2 separate regions of the Mus musculus genome follow, and region 2 is linked to region 1. Evidence: chromatin contacts called from public HiChIP or PLAC-seq data. All regions are on one chromosome and are shown on one strand. The core of a region is the stretch at or near the end of the contact, and the rest is flanking DNA. Distances in the headings are between cores, read along the strand shown.

The links. HiChIP or PLAC-seq counts read pairs in DNA pulled down with a chosen protein or histone mark.
Region 2: an H3K4me3 HiChIP or PLAC-seq map of intestinal villus epithelium shows a contact between it and region 1, with 6 read pairs. The contact joins two enhancer-like sites. A contact is called at or near these places in 1 of 39 promoter capture datasets (liver), 1 of 15 datasets of contacts at CTCF or cohesin (pro-B cells), 17 of 484 Hi-C or Micro-C datasets (B cells, the BV-2 cell line, the HL-1 cell line and 9 more), 9 of 115 datasets of contacts at active chromatin or transcription factors (DN3 thymocytes, the HPC-7 cell line, embryonic stem cells and 4 more) and 3 of 9 other capture datasets (adipose tissue, embryonic stem cells and liver).

The regions. Positions count from the first base shown.
Region 1 is chr13:37,851,955-37,858,040 of GRCm38.p6, forward strand. It overlaps a transcript of Rreb1 not described here. Among named protein-coding and RNA genes, the nearest start is that of Rreb1, 34 kb to the right of the region's middle. Within about 2 kb of position 2,172, at least 235 of the 459 cell types and tissues checked have an H3K27ac peak or open chromatin away from gene starts, as enhancers often do. A contact at or near this core is called in brown adipocytes and intestinal villus epithelium, where this site is marked.
Region 2 is chr13:37,938,056-37,944,141 of GRCm38.p6, forward strand. It overlaps Rreb1 (ras responsive element binding protein 1), which reads left to right. Exons shown (of 12, transcript NM_001177869.1): 10 at 3,488-3,649. Among named protein-coding and RNA genes, the nearest start is that of Gm52041, 25 kb to the right of the region's middle. Within about 2 kb of position 2,391, at least 17 of the 459 cell types and tissues checked have an H3K27ac peak or open chromatin away from gene starts, as enhancers often do. A contact at or near this core is called in brown adipocytes and intestinal villus epithelium, where this site is marked.

The DNA.
Region 1 (6,086 bases), core at 922-3,421:
CGCAGCTGAGGGCCATTCTCTGAGAAGTTAGGGGGATGGGTTCTGTTCACACAGGTGGGTCAGGAGAGTGACATTCCCTGAGCAATGTCCAGGACAGCCCTTAGATCACAGTCCTTCAGAACAAAGAATTGAGTCAGGGGAGTGAATTCAATCTGCCAGGTTGTCCAAGCATCCTTGCCTACCTTCATTCCTCCAAAAGGCCCTTTTAATTATCCACCATGGTCTGTTAACATGAACCCTGGGCTTGTGAGTTAGGAGCCCTTAACCCAAATTCATCTGCCTTAATTATGTTTAGCTTTAGTTTTTCTCATCCCTGAAGTGGACAGACTATATATCTTGAACCATATTGTTAGGCAACAAAACGATGCCCCTCACCACTCCTCCCCCGCCCCCACCTCACCCCCTGTCTAACAGTGCATATTAATCTGTGGGAGGAGAGAAATCATTATCTTTTCACATAAAGGAAAAGTGCCAGTTGCTTTAAGGTAGAGGAACAGAAGGAAGGAGCCCGTCCTTAGGAACCTCATCTCCACTCTCCTCTGGTTGTATTTTCCTCTTTTTACAATGGGATGCCTTCTGTCCTCACCATTGAGGGCCAAGTTACTGCGCTGATGAACTCGCCAAGGCGCAGGTAGAGGTGACGGCCATCTCAGGGAAATGTCCTTTGCTATCTGTAGGAAGACTATATTACATGGGCCCTATTCCACCATGTCCTATTTTCTAAGAGTCTGGGCCGGAAGCAGGTATGCTGTTTACATTTTAGGCGGGTCTGTATGTGCTCCAAAACATTTAATGTGTCTCTATTTCAAGCCTTTATAATCTTTCCATGTTGTTCTCGGAACTTTAGGTGGCAGCTTAGCAAAGTAAAATTGACAGTAAGAACTTATCAGATGAGCCTGAGAAAGTACCGGGTCCAGAAATGGTCAAATCCAGGCAGGGATAATTGGGGGAAGTGGATCTTGTAAAGGAGGTAGGTAGCAGGTGACCTGAGGGTCTGCCAGACCTCAGTTGAAGAACTTGTGACCGCCTACACAGTGCACCTGTGCTGGTAAACTCAGCTGTGAGGAAGGCTCCTCTGCCCAACTAGAGGCCTAGTCACTAGGGTGCACAGTGACCTCATGAAGGTCTCATGGGGAAACCCTCCAAACTTAGTTTAGAAATTCCAGAGCAAGTTTGGTTCTGGCTGAGGTTCAAGTGGGAGGGTATCTCCACAGCAGGACCTCCATCGCCTTTGTAGGTATAATTACAGTTGTTTTTTTTTTAAGATAGAAATGGGTTGTGATTGATATCTTAGGGTTTTAGTTTGTTTTGAAGTCTTAAACACCTAGGAATTCCTCTCCCCACCCCCTCCAGTAGCTTACTTTGGGTCTCAGTGATTAGAAATAGGCACATTGTTTGTAAGAGAGAAGTTATTGGAGAAAGGGGTTATGGAAACACACACACACACACACACACACACACACACACAAGCTTGAACAGGCCTACTTTCTTGAGAAGAAAGTGGTTTTTTTTTTTTAGGTGTAACAGATCATAAAATAAATAACATTCTCTAAAGACACGAATCTATAAACAAAGCATAAATATCTTTATTTAAAATGGATTAAGTTCTGAAGCCTAATGGCTTTGTTGTAGTACCATGTGGCTTGTTCAGGTCTGTCACTAAACGTGTGTTGCCCTCAGAATTACATTAGAAAGCAGGCATGCACTGGCTCACAGATTCTTAAGTGCAGTGCGGTGGTAGTGAAACAGAAACTAGATACAGATACTGAGGAGGCTAAAAAGATGAGGTCGCCACACACCTGGTCCTTTCCCTTCCCTTCTTCCCTTCCCTTCTTCCCTTCCCTTTCCTTCCCTTCCTCCCTTCCCTCCCCTTCCCTCCCCTCCCCTTCCCTCCCCTTCCCTCCCCTCCCCTCCCCTCCCCTCCCCTCCCCTCCCCCCTCTCCCCTCCCCCTTCCCCTCCCCTCCCTTCCCCTCCCCTCCCCTCCCCTCCAAGTCTGCTCTTTTGAGATGTTCTTGCAGAAGATGGAGGAAGCTCTGCCCTTAGGGTCATCTTTCCTGGATCTGGAGATGGGAGTGGCTGGGTACTGAGACTCCTTCCCCAACTGTGCTCAGCTGACCCTTTGCTTTATAGGCTGTCTGGAGGTGGGCAGTCCTGCCTGTCCCCAGGCTTTCCCAGAAGGGCTGGGAGGAGCCGGAGGAACAAGGAGAATGTTCTGCTCGCCTAGACACTTCCTCCCCACCCCCCGGGGTGCCGGGAGGACCTGGGTAGGGAGTTGGAATCCAAGGAGCCGGGCTGAAGGGTCTGAAGGCTGTAACTGCCGCTGTCTGTGCGGTCCAGAAGTTGCTTGGCTCTTGGTTCTGCACGGTAACTCGAGTAGGGTGCGCGTGCACGTGTGTTTAGATGCCCCAATGCATAGGCAAGTAAAACTTACGAAGCCAAATGCCGAGGGTTTGGTTGGTTTTTTTCTAAGGAATTGAAACTGGCTTTTCTGGCCCAACAATGGAGTCAGCTGCTCAAATTACTTCAGGTAGTCCTCGTCGTGGTAAAAATGACTGTGGGAAGATGCAGTTGTAAAGTGTGGTTCTGAAGCCCCCCCCCCTCTTGTGCCTTTTTTTTTTTTTTCTTTTTCTTTTTCTTTGCAGTGCTGGAAGAAGAGGATTGGAGAAGTCACTTGGCCCTGGCCTGACTCCTCCTCTTCCTCTCTCTGCCCAGAGCTGAAGCCACTGTGCTCAGGGTGACTGCCTGGTGCTCAGTGCTGTGGCCTATTTTAAAGTATCTTTAAGTTGTCGGCATGTCAGTCATTACATCCAGGGTTCCTTTTCGTTTTCGAGGGCACCCTGTCTAACCGTTTAGCCAACCCACCCCACCCCTTTTCCTTGTGCCTCCAGTCGGGGAGGGTGGTCATGTTAACTGATCGACTGGCTTCAGAAAAAGCGTTCATTAATTAGCGTTTTACATCCCAGTCAGTCAGAAGGCATTCGCACATTTGTATGAAAGGATGTCGAAGATCCAAATCTTTGAGGAGAAATACATGGGAAGGAAAAAAAAAACTGCATACACACAAAACCTGGCACTCTTTCCAGTTTAAGCTTCGTGCTGGTCCCTGTTGAGTGGGTATTTGTCCCTTAGTCTGGAGGTGATAGAAAATGCCAGTTACTGTGGTATTTAACTGACACCAAACTGCTGTCCAAATACTTCAGTTAGACCGAGGCTTCTTTCTTAATTGGTGGGAAGGAAAACCCACCCAGGAAAAGGAGGAACCTGCACTTTCATTGGACATTTAAAACATTTCAGGCTGGAGAGTCTGAAGAGCACACGACAGTGTTTCATTTTAATTCACAGCTCATTTGTGATTTAAAAAAAAAAAAGTAGTCAAATCTCTCCTAAAACTTGAGCCAGTCAAATGGTTCATTTATGTAAGGGTTCAGCAACTGAAAGCTCTGTACTCTCCCAAGGTCAAAAAAGTAATTATTGCTATCGAAAATTTTTCTGGAACTGGGGTATTTTAGGTCACTATAGGAAGGTTTACTAATACTAGAAATTACATAAGCCAGTTAAGGCACATTTGAAAAACGATTATGTTGGCATATTGAAGACTAATAAGATGCCTTGGTAGGAATAATTAGATGAAACATGGTTTTTTTTTTTTTTTTCCTCCCCTTAAGCAACTTCCTTGTTTTCTGGAGGGTGAGCCTCAGTAACAAGATGTGCTTTATATTTCTTACAGGTATCTAAAACAATTCTAAAGATAATGAAAAGTTTTTATTTTTGTCTCTTGTTTTTTTTTAAACTTTAAATCTCAGTTTCTGTATGGTGTCTAATCAAAGGCTCACATGATAGTGAGCACTTGAATTTTAGTAATGAACTACTTTTTGGTGCATTGAATGAATTTAATATGTTAATACTCCTGTAAGGCCCAGAACTGCCTGGCTGCCCCTTGCCCTGCCTGCCTGGTACTGGCTGAAAAGGTACCATTGTTTGTTCTACAAACACTGGGTGATGTTGGTTTCCAAGGTGACTGATTCTATTGCTGCTCTTTAAGCAAGGGGGATGGGGAAGAGAGAAAGTAACACCTGAGAGCATCCTATTTGTGACAGTCCATGTGTGTTAGATGTGTGTATATTGACATTTTATATTAACTGAGGTTATTTGAGAAAAGGGATTATGTAGAAATACAGTGTCAATTAACAGCAAGTTCAGATTTAATATGATATATAGTAAATATGATGGATGTTAAGGGATGCTAGAATAAAATCTACTTAGGCTGAAATAAACTGTTAACCTTGGACGATTAAAGAGCTAAGTGAGAGATATTTTAGACCATAACTTGAAATATTTTTCTTAACCTTTTCAGTTATAATAACCCAATTTACAAAAACTGTTCAGATAAATACTTAGCAGTATCATTAAAATTGGTTATTGATAAAGTATACAAGTCTTCAGAAAAATGAGAGTCCATGAAACATACATTTCTGGTTTGAGTTTTGTTATTTTTTTTTTTTTTTTCTGACAACCCTGTAAGATCGTGGAGGTGCATTTCTACCAGAAAACTTCCAGAGGCAACAAAATGGACCCAGAGCATTTATTCATGGCTGATAGATAATTGACATAATTCATCAGTTTGGACGTTTGTACTTTCTCACTGAGAAATTTCAGGTTCAAAACTTACAGAAGAATTTTCTTCCAGCCACCACCCCCCCGCACCCCCACCCAGTGCATGGATGCAGTTAACAGAACTTTGCCTTTTTACTCCCTATCTGGTTTAGTACAGTTCATGCTCAGGTTTCAATAAACATTAACCACTTTTATCAGAGCTTGCAGTGTGCTGAATGGTTAGTAAAGAGAGTGTACTGCAGGAGACAGATGAAAATGAGAGTCCAAGGTCAGAAGGCTGGTGGATTTTTTTTTTTTTTTTTTTGATTATTGAGAATTTAGGGAAAAAGCAAAGTCATTATGAGGCCTACTGGGAAACTAGCTCTTCTGCCCAGCATTTTATGTATCGAGACGAACACGATGGATTTGTTCAGATGCAGTGCGAGGCAAGGGTGTTCTTTCATGAGAAAGCATCCTTGAAGGATGCAATGTTCTCAAGGTCTCCGCAAAGAAATGAAGTGTGGCATTCATTAGGTACTTTTGAAGGTTGCAGGGATTTCTTTTATTCCTTTCAAAAAGATGTCTCGTGTCTGCTCCCTGATAGCCATTTGTATCAGTTAGTACAGTCCTACCGGTAAACCAAAGCGCTAGAATTCAATATCGCCAAATACAGCATAAAACATGGGAGCTCCACATATCATGTAATATTCTAGTAGAGCTCTGGCTGTCAGCTCTGAAAGTAAGAACCTGGTTCTCCCATAATTTTTTTTTTTAAGCAAAAATAAAATTTCAAACGCGGATAACTAAGCTGCCCTCTTCCTGCCCCTGCGACCCAGGGGTTTTAAAGCGGCGACGGCAGACCGGGTCGCCCACTCGCCTTGCTGTTTGCCCAGCGGTCGGTCGCTCCTGGGTCTGCTCCGACCACAGGGGCAGTAACCTTGAGGTTAAGGTTGCCGAAGAAACCCGAAGCCCTCAGTGTACGCTTTAAACGAGCCTGGGCGTCCTCAGGCCCGGGTCTGTCCTTGTCAGGACGCGCCGGGTGACCCCAGAGCTTCCAGGCCTGTGACCCCGCGGGGCATCTCTCCCGGGTTGGGTTCGGCTTCCCAGAGAAGGGCTTGAGGGAGACTGGAGGTGAGCAGCCATTATAGAGGCACGCGTAGGCGGGGACAGGAGGCGCCCGAGCCGCTAAGCCAGGCCCTCTAGGACCGGGGTCGGTGACCTCCTCCGGCCGAGGGGACTTGCGGTGCTTGGCCAGGCGCCGCGGGACCTGCTCGACGCTCCTCACCTCCGCTCCAGTGCTGGGCACTCCGCGAGCGGGCCGTGGAGCTGTCAGTCACGGCAGCGCCGCCGCCGATTGGCTGAGGCGGCAGCGGGGGGTGGGGCAGAGCGCTGGCATCCCCCGATGGGACCTTGAAGCTCTGCTCTCTCCCTTTCAGGATCTCTGGCTGGAGCAGCGGCTTTAAGTGGCAACTAGAGGTTTCCCCCCAGAGCC
Region 2 (6,086 bases), core at 1,141-3,640, 86 kb after region 1:
ATTTCCTCCCTGTTCCAATTATGACCATTTCTAAATTCCCTAGAAAGACAACCTATAATAACCACTTCCAGCCCCAAAGCCCAGGAACTGGGGCGATGACTCTTTGTAACTTATTCAGGCTGAATATGGGCATTGAGATATTTTGAATCGGTGCGGGTGGGGAGATAGGGGAGTTGTTGGCCTTTAAAAGGCCACACCAAAGATTGATTTAGTCTCTGATGCCTGTGTCCTGGCTGTATCTGGTTGAAAGTCCAAGACATCAGGAGTTCAAGCAGGTCAGTTCAGCATGTCTGACGAAGAAACTCACCAAGGCTGTATATTCTGTAATGTATAAATGTCAAAGCAAAATGTTAGTATCATCAAGATAACATTTTTGTTCAATTCTCTGAAATCTAGTTCTTCAGGGGGGGGGGGGTCTCCCTCTGTCAAGTCTGATCCATATAACTCTGGATCTTAATCACCTTTTCCAAAACCACAAAGACAAAACCTTTTTCCCAAATCAGCCAAATTTGAGACGTAACCAAAAAAACCTTTATTTTGCCTTTCTCCCAGAGGAATAACCACAAAACTCAACATCACACCCATTTTGAAAATTAAAACAATATAAAACAAATGAAATAAGCTAAGACACTGTATGTGCCTATACTAGGCCTTTCCTATCTTTTCAAGCAGGAAAAGATACTCAAGATTTCTGTGGAGCCCACGTTAGCAGAATATGAGCTTTCTGTGGCTGGTTAAGCAGTCTATACCATCTTTCCGTTTGGCTCAGAGCCACAGACATATTTTATTAATACCCGTATAATGGCTGGCTGAACTCTCTACCTGGAGCCACAGAAATAGATAATTAATACTTGTTCAAGGCAGGCAATGATTATCACTGTGATCTCTACTCTGGAGTCAGTGACTAATATTCCCTATCCTAGTTCAAATTAAAACAATCCAAAACAACTGAAGTAAACTAAAATACTGTTTGTGCTTATTCTTAAGACTTTCCTATGTTACCAAGAGGATACAAAACCCAACCAATATTCCCCTGGAGCCCATGTTAGACAGAATATGAGTATCCTGTAAGACAAGTAAAGCAATCTTATACCATCTTATGGTTCAGCTCTCTGCCTAGAGCAGCCATCTCATTATACCATCTATCTGTTCGGCTCTTTGCCTGGAGCCACAGACATTTATTAATACCTGTTCACTGCCATTTCTACTTGATGTCACTGACTAATTTTCCCTATACTCCTATGGTTGAGAACCATAGGCAAAATTCCCCATGTGATTCAGACAAATATCTGTATATAAATCTATACTAAAAGCAAGTAATCCCAATTTAATAAATTCATAATTCAATCAATCTCTGCTCCAAGAAATAGGCAACTTTCATTCTACAGCTCTCACTCAGAGCAGCCTGCATTCCCCACAGCAGCAGGCCTCCTAGCCCGCCAGCAGTTTTCTTTGTTTCAATTCCTGTGCTTGAGTCCAAGCTACTTGTTTCAGCACTACCGAAGTTACTCACTGAAAAAAAGAAAAGAAATAAAATAAAACTCTTAACTCTCAGGCTAATAATCTTAATTTTCTAGTGGATTCTTGCCCACCATGTTCTTCACCACCTGTAAATCTCAAAGAAGACAAAATTTTAGTATTGCCAAGATATACCAATTTTCTGTTTGGCCCTCTGTCTAGAGCAGCCATCTTGTTATACCATCTATCTGTTCGGCTCTCTTCCTGGAGCCACAGACACTTACTTTATTAATACCTGTTCACTGCCCTCTCTACTTGAAGTCAGTGAATAATTTTCACTATCCTAGTTCAGAACCGCAGGCAAGATTCCCCACGTGATTTGGACAAAATCTGATATAAATCTATCCTAAAAGCAAATAATCCCAATTTTAAAGAACAGTAGTTTCAAGCTCAGAGCCTCATCAGAGATGAGCTGTGTCTTTGAGCTGTACACATCCCTGGCCCATCTGCACCGTCAGACAACTCCGGAGGCTTGGGAGTGTCATCTTAAAGGATGTGTGCTCTCAGGAGGGAATTAATGATTTCCTTTGATCGATTATTCCTGATAACGGTGAGGGTTGCATCGTCATAGCCACTCTGGGCCTTCCATCCCATGGAAAACAAGAAACCCTTCTTTCTGGCTTATCTTAGCAGCAAGGCCCAGGAGCCTGTGCAGGGTCCTGCACACTGCACTAGTTCAAGCTTTGTCTGTCTCTTAAGCATTAATCTAAAAGGATGGTCCCTGGTTTGTGTTTCCTGGGAGCTGTGCCACGTGACTCTTCATGTTAGTTATTGAGTACCTGCAGGTTCAAGGTTCCAAGATAGCAGCACTGGGCAGCAACTTGAAGGTGCTTTTAGTCCCCAATAGAGTCAGGAACTGGGACCTGGATTCTGGCAACTGGGGCAGGAGTGCGGGGGCAGAGGGCAAACCAGTGACACTGAACAGTCCAACATCTCCTACAGCTCAGGATGCTGCCCTTTCCCCTTCCTGTCTTCCTGGTCCCTTCTGTCTCTCCTTCCCCTTTTTTCTTCTTCTCTTTCCCTCCTTTCTCTTTTCCCTTCTTTCTTCTTTACCTCTGTCCTTTCCCGTCCTCCTCTCCTACTTTCTCGTATATGCTCTCTCCCTGAGTCTTTGCCCTTTCCCCTCCACCGTTAATCCACACAAACCCAGGACTAGCCACAGGGGAGCTTCCAATGCATTTTGAAACACAATGTTTACAATGCAAATAAATGAAGGATATAAGCAGGCCAAAGCAGAAACCTCCCCTGGGACAGAAAGAGGGCTTCTCCTGCCAACGCATCATCACCGTGTTTGTAGTGCTGGCCTAGGGTTTGGGCTGGCCTTGCTCGTGCCTCTGTGGAGCAGAGTACATAGCCTGATGCACACTTGCCTGTGTTGGTCACTCCCTTAGCCCATACAAAGGAAGAATGAAAACCTGGGAACCATGAATCTTGTTGCTTGCCACACTAGAGGGAGGCTCACTCTGACTTCTCAATATGGGCCTTGAAGGTTGCCTCCCATTGGGAGACTTGAGCCTGCTCCCCCCCTCCCCCGCCCTCCCCCCTCCCCCCTACACACACGCCCAGGTCCATCTCCTCACCCTCTCAGTTCTACCTGCCAGGCTATCCAGTAGTGCTTTTTCTCTGGTTCATTTAGGTATTGCTTGCTGTGCCTTAGAAATGTTGTGGTGTTAACAGTTTTTATTGTCTTGCTTCAAACACATGTATCTTGGTTTCATTGTTAACTTATTTTTAGTCTCTTGATGACAACTCCTTCCATTACATGAAGGCTAAGGGAAAATGATTATTTTAGTCATTGTCTCTCAGTTTCTGTTTCTTTTTGTTAAGTATGTTTCTCTTATTTTCTTAAAAGGAAAGGGTGGAGGGTTGAACAAATGCCAGCAATCCCAGAAGAGTAAATCAAAAGCAACTTTTCTTTTTCATTGCAGTAGAAAGCCAGATAAATGCGTATTTTTTTTTCCTGCTTCAGGTCAGAAACCCTTCCCTTGTCAAAAATGCGATGCCTTCTTTTCTACCAAATCTAACTGTGAGCGGCACCAGTTGCGCAAACACGGAGTTACCACCTGCTCCCTGAGAAGAAACGGGCTTATTCCCCCAAAAGAGAGTGATGTTGGATCCCATGATAGCACAGGTAGAAACTCTAGGTGATGGAGAACCAGAGAGAGGAGGGTGCTCCCCAGAACTCGGTTAAGGCTGTGTAAGCTGGGGCGGAGCACTGAGCAGCTACAGCTCAGGGGGCCTAGCCCCTGCCGAGACTGTGTGAGCTGGGGAAACAGTGTCAGTGCCCCAGGGGACTTTGCAGCTGCCAGGGGGGGATCCAGCACCTTCCTTCCTAAAATTGCCATTGCTCTGATCCTGGAAGATAGGATGAGCCGGATATTGTGCGCTTTCGGCTCCTGACTTAAACCCCTGAAGGAAACACGAAGCTCTGAAGTCTGGGGGACCCAGATCCTGCAGCTTTCGTGAGCAGCCCTTGCCCAGTGGACTCAGTACTGCAAGAACTGTGGCCCTCCAAGCTTTTAGTTGGGAGGCGGGTTGAGGCGGGGCAAGGCGGGGCTTTTCTTCTCAATAACTCCTCCCTGTATAAATCTGTCCTTGTTTGAGACAGCACTGTGCATGTCCTTCTTAATCACAACTCTGCTTGACCTGTCCGGGTATTATGCTCCTGTGCTGATGTGTGCCTCCTCCCTCGGCCCTTACAGAGTAATTAACGCTGCTCCGTTCCTTTTCTGCCCGCTGCCCCCATCACCTTCTGTATTTACTCAAGTCCTCTATTTAATACACTTCCATGGTCTAACTGCTAGAGTTTGCTAGCCCTACCAAAACACACCGTACAAAAAAGTAAGCTGCCTCAGGCCACTTGGTAGCAGTAGCAGGGAGGGCATTGCACACACAGGCTTCAGGCTCCGTGGGTGTTGAAAGTTAGCGTTTGCCCATTTCTGGGATCCAAGCCAGCCTCTAATGTGTTCATCTAGGGTTGCAGTTGTCTCTCGTGACTTCTCAAACTTTGGTGGGATGGAGTGCTGTGTAGTTTGGAGAGTGGCACCCTGAACCTAGGAGTCAGTGTGGATAGAGTGACAGTCATTGATTCCAACCCCTGACCCCCTTGTCCTGACCTCAGTGTTGACACATCACAGTGGACTGGCTATCTGGGAGAGCTGACCCCAGTGGGTAAGACACCTTTACCCTTCCCACCACACTGCTTATTCAGACCAGTGAGAGCAATGGAATGCCTTGGGCTTGCTGGGTCCTTCTGCCCAGGTTAGACCCTCTTGTTCGGGCAAGAATGCCACAGCTGGTTTGCTAACCACACTGCACCCCCAACCCCCAACTTCTATTTCCACACAATTCCCTAGGATCTGGGAGTGAGGACAGGTAGCCTGCAATGGTTGAGTCCCTGTGAGCTAAGCCTGATCCGCTTCCCAAGCGGCTGGAAGCCCAAGGCACTGCAGCAGCTGTCTTTGCCACAGACCATCCTGATAATGTTTAACCATCATTGCCACAGTACCCATTAGACTGGAACATTTTCTTACAGCCTGCTTTACAGAAAGGTCCTGTGATTCTCCCCAAACCAGTTCAAAAGGGAAGGCAGCTGACAGGGGGGGGGGTGCTTTGGGGTGGGAACCCATGTCCTCAGAAGAGTCTCAGGCACTGTACCCTGCTCATCCAGGAGGCTGTTCACAGGAACTCTGCTGACGCCAGAGCTCGGTCAGAATTTATGGTTTGAGCTTAGCTTTGGCACAAGTGTTAGCCTGTGGGCGTATTTATTTTTTAAGTTTACAATTACAGGTTTTCTTTTTCCAAGGCCCTGCCCCAGAAGTTATATAGATTTTCTTAAAGGCACAAAGCCTCTTAGAAAAGAACTATCAAAGAGAGAAGTGTTTGGTTTAATTGTAGATACAGCCCATGGTGAGAGAGAGAGAGGACAGGCTGAGGTGGGAGAAAAAAAAAAACAGAACAGGAGACCTAGGAATTGAGGGAGGGGTTTGAGAAATTTACAACCCAAGGCAGTGCGATACTGGCTGGGGGTAGAGGAACAGGTTTTTTTTGGTTTGGTTTGGTTTTCTGGTTTTAGCCTAGGACTGTGGTTAAACTCAGGATGACCTTGAACTTGTGAACCTCCTGCTCATAGCTCTGGAGTGCTCACAGGAGAATGTCACCCCAACTCCAAGTCCATCAGCTTGGGGTGACGAGCACTCTACCAACTGAACTATCTTCTCCATCCCAAACAGACTTTGTTTTAAAGAGACGGGAAATGACCAGAAGTACTGAAGCTTTAGAGGTTCAGTTTATATGCAAAGATTGAATTCCTTTTAAATCCCTAAACATGTTTTATAATGTCAGTGTCACTTTTCCAACCACATGAGGTCTTCCATGAAAATGTACCCCAGATTTCCTCCTGTACCCGATGCTAAAAATACTAAGGCGGGGACAGTTTTCCCTTCTAGGGTTGTATTAAATATTCAGTTTTACACTGAGACGCTTTCCTCTGCGTGGCAGATGTGGCCTACTCTACTCTTGAATGTTCTTGGTTCTTATTCAGGGGATGCGTGGAGGAGCCATTCCAT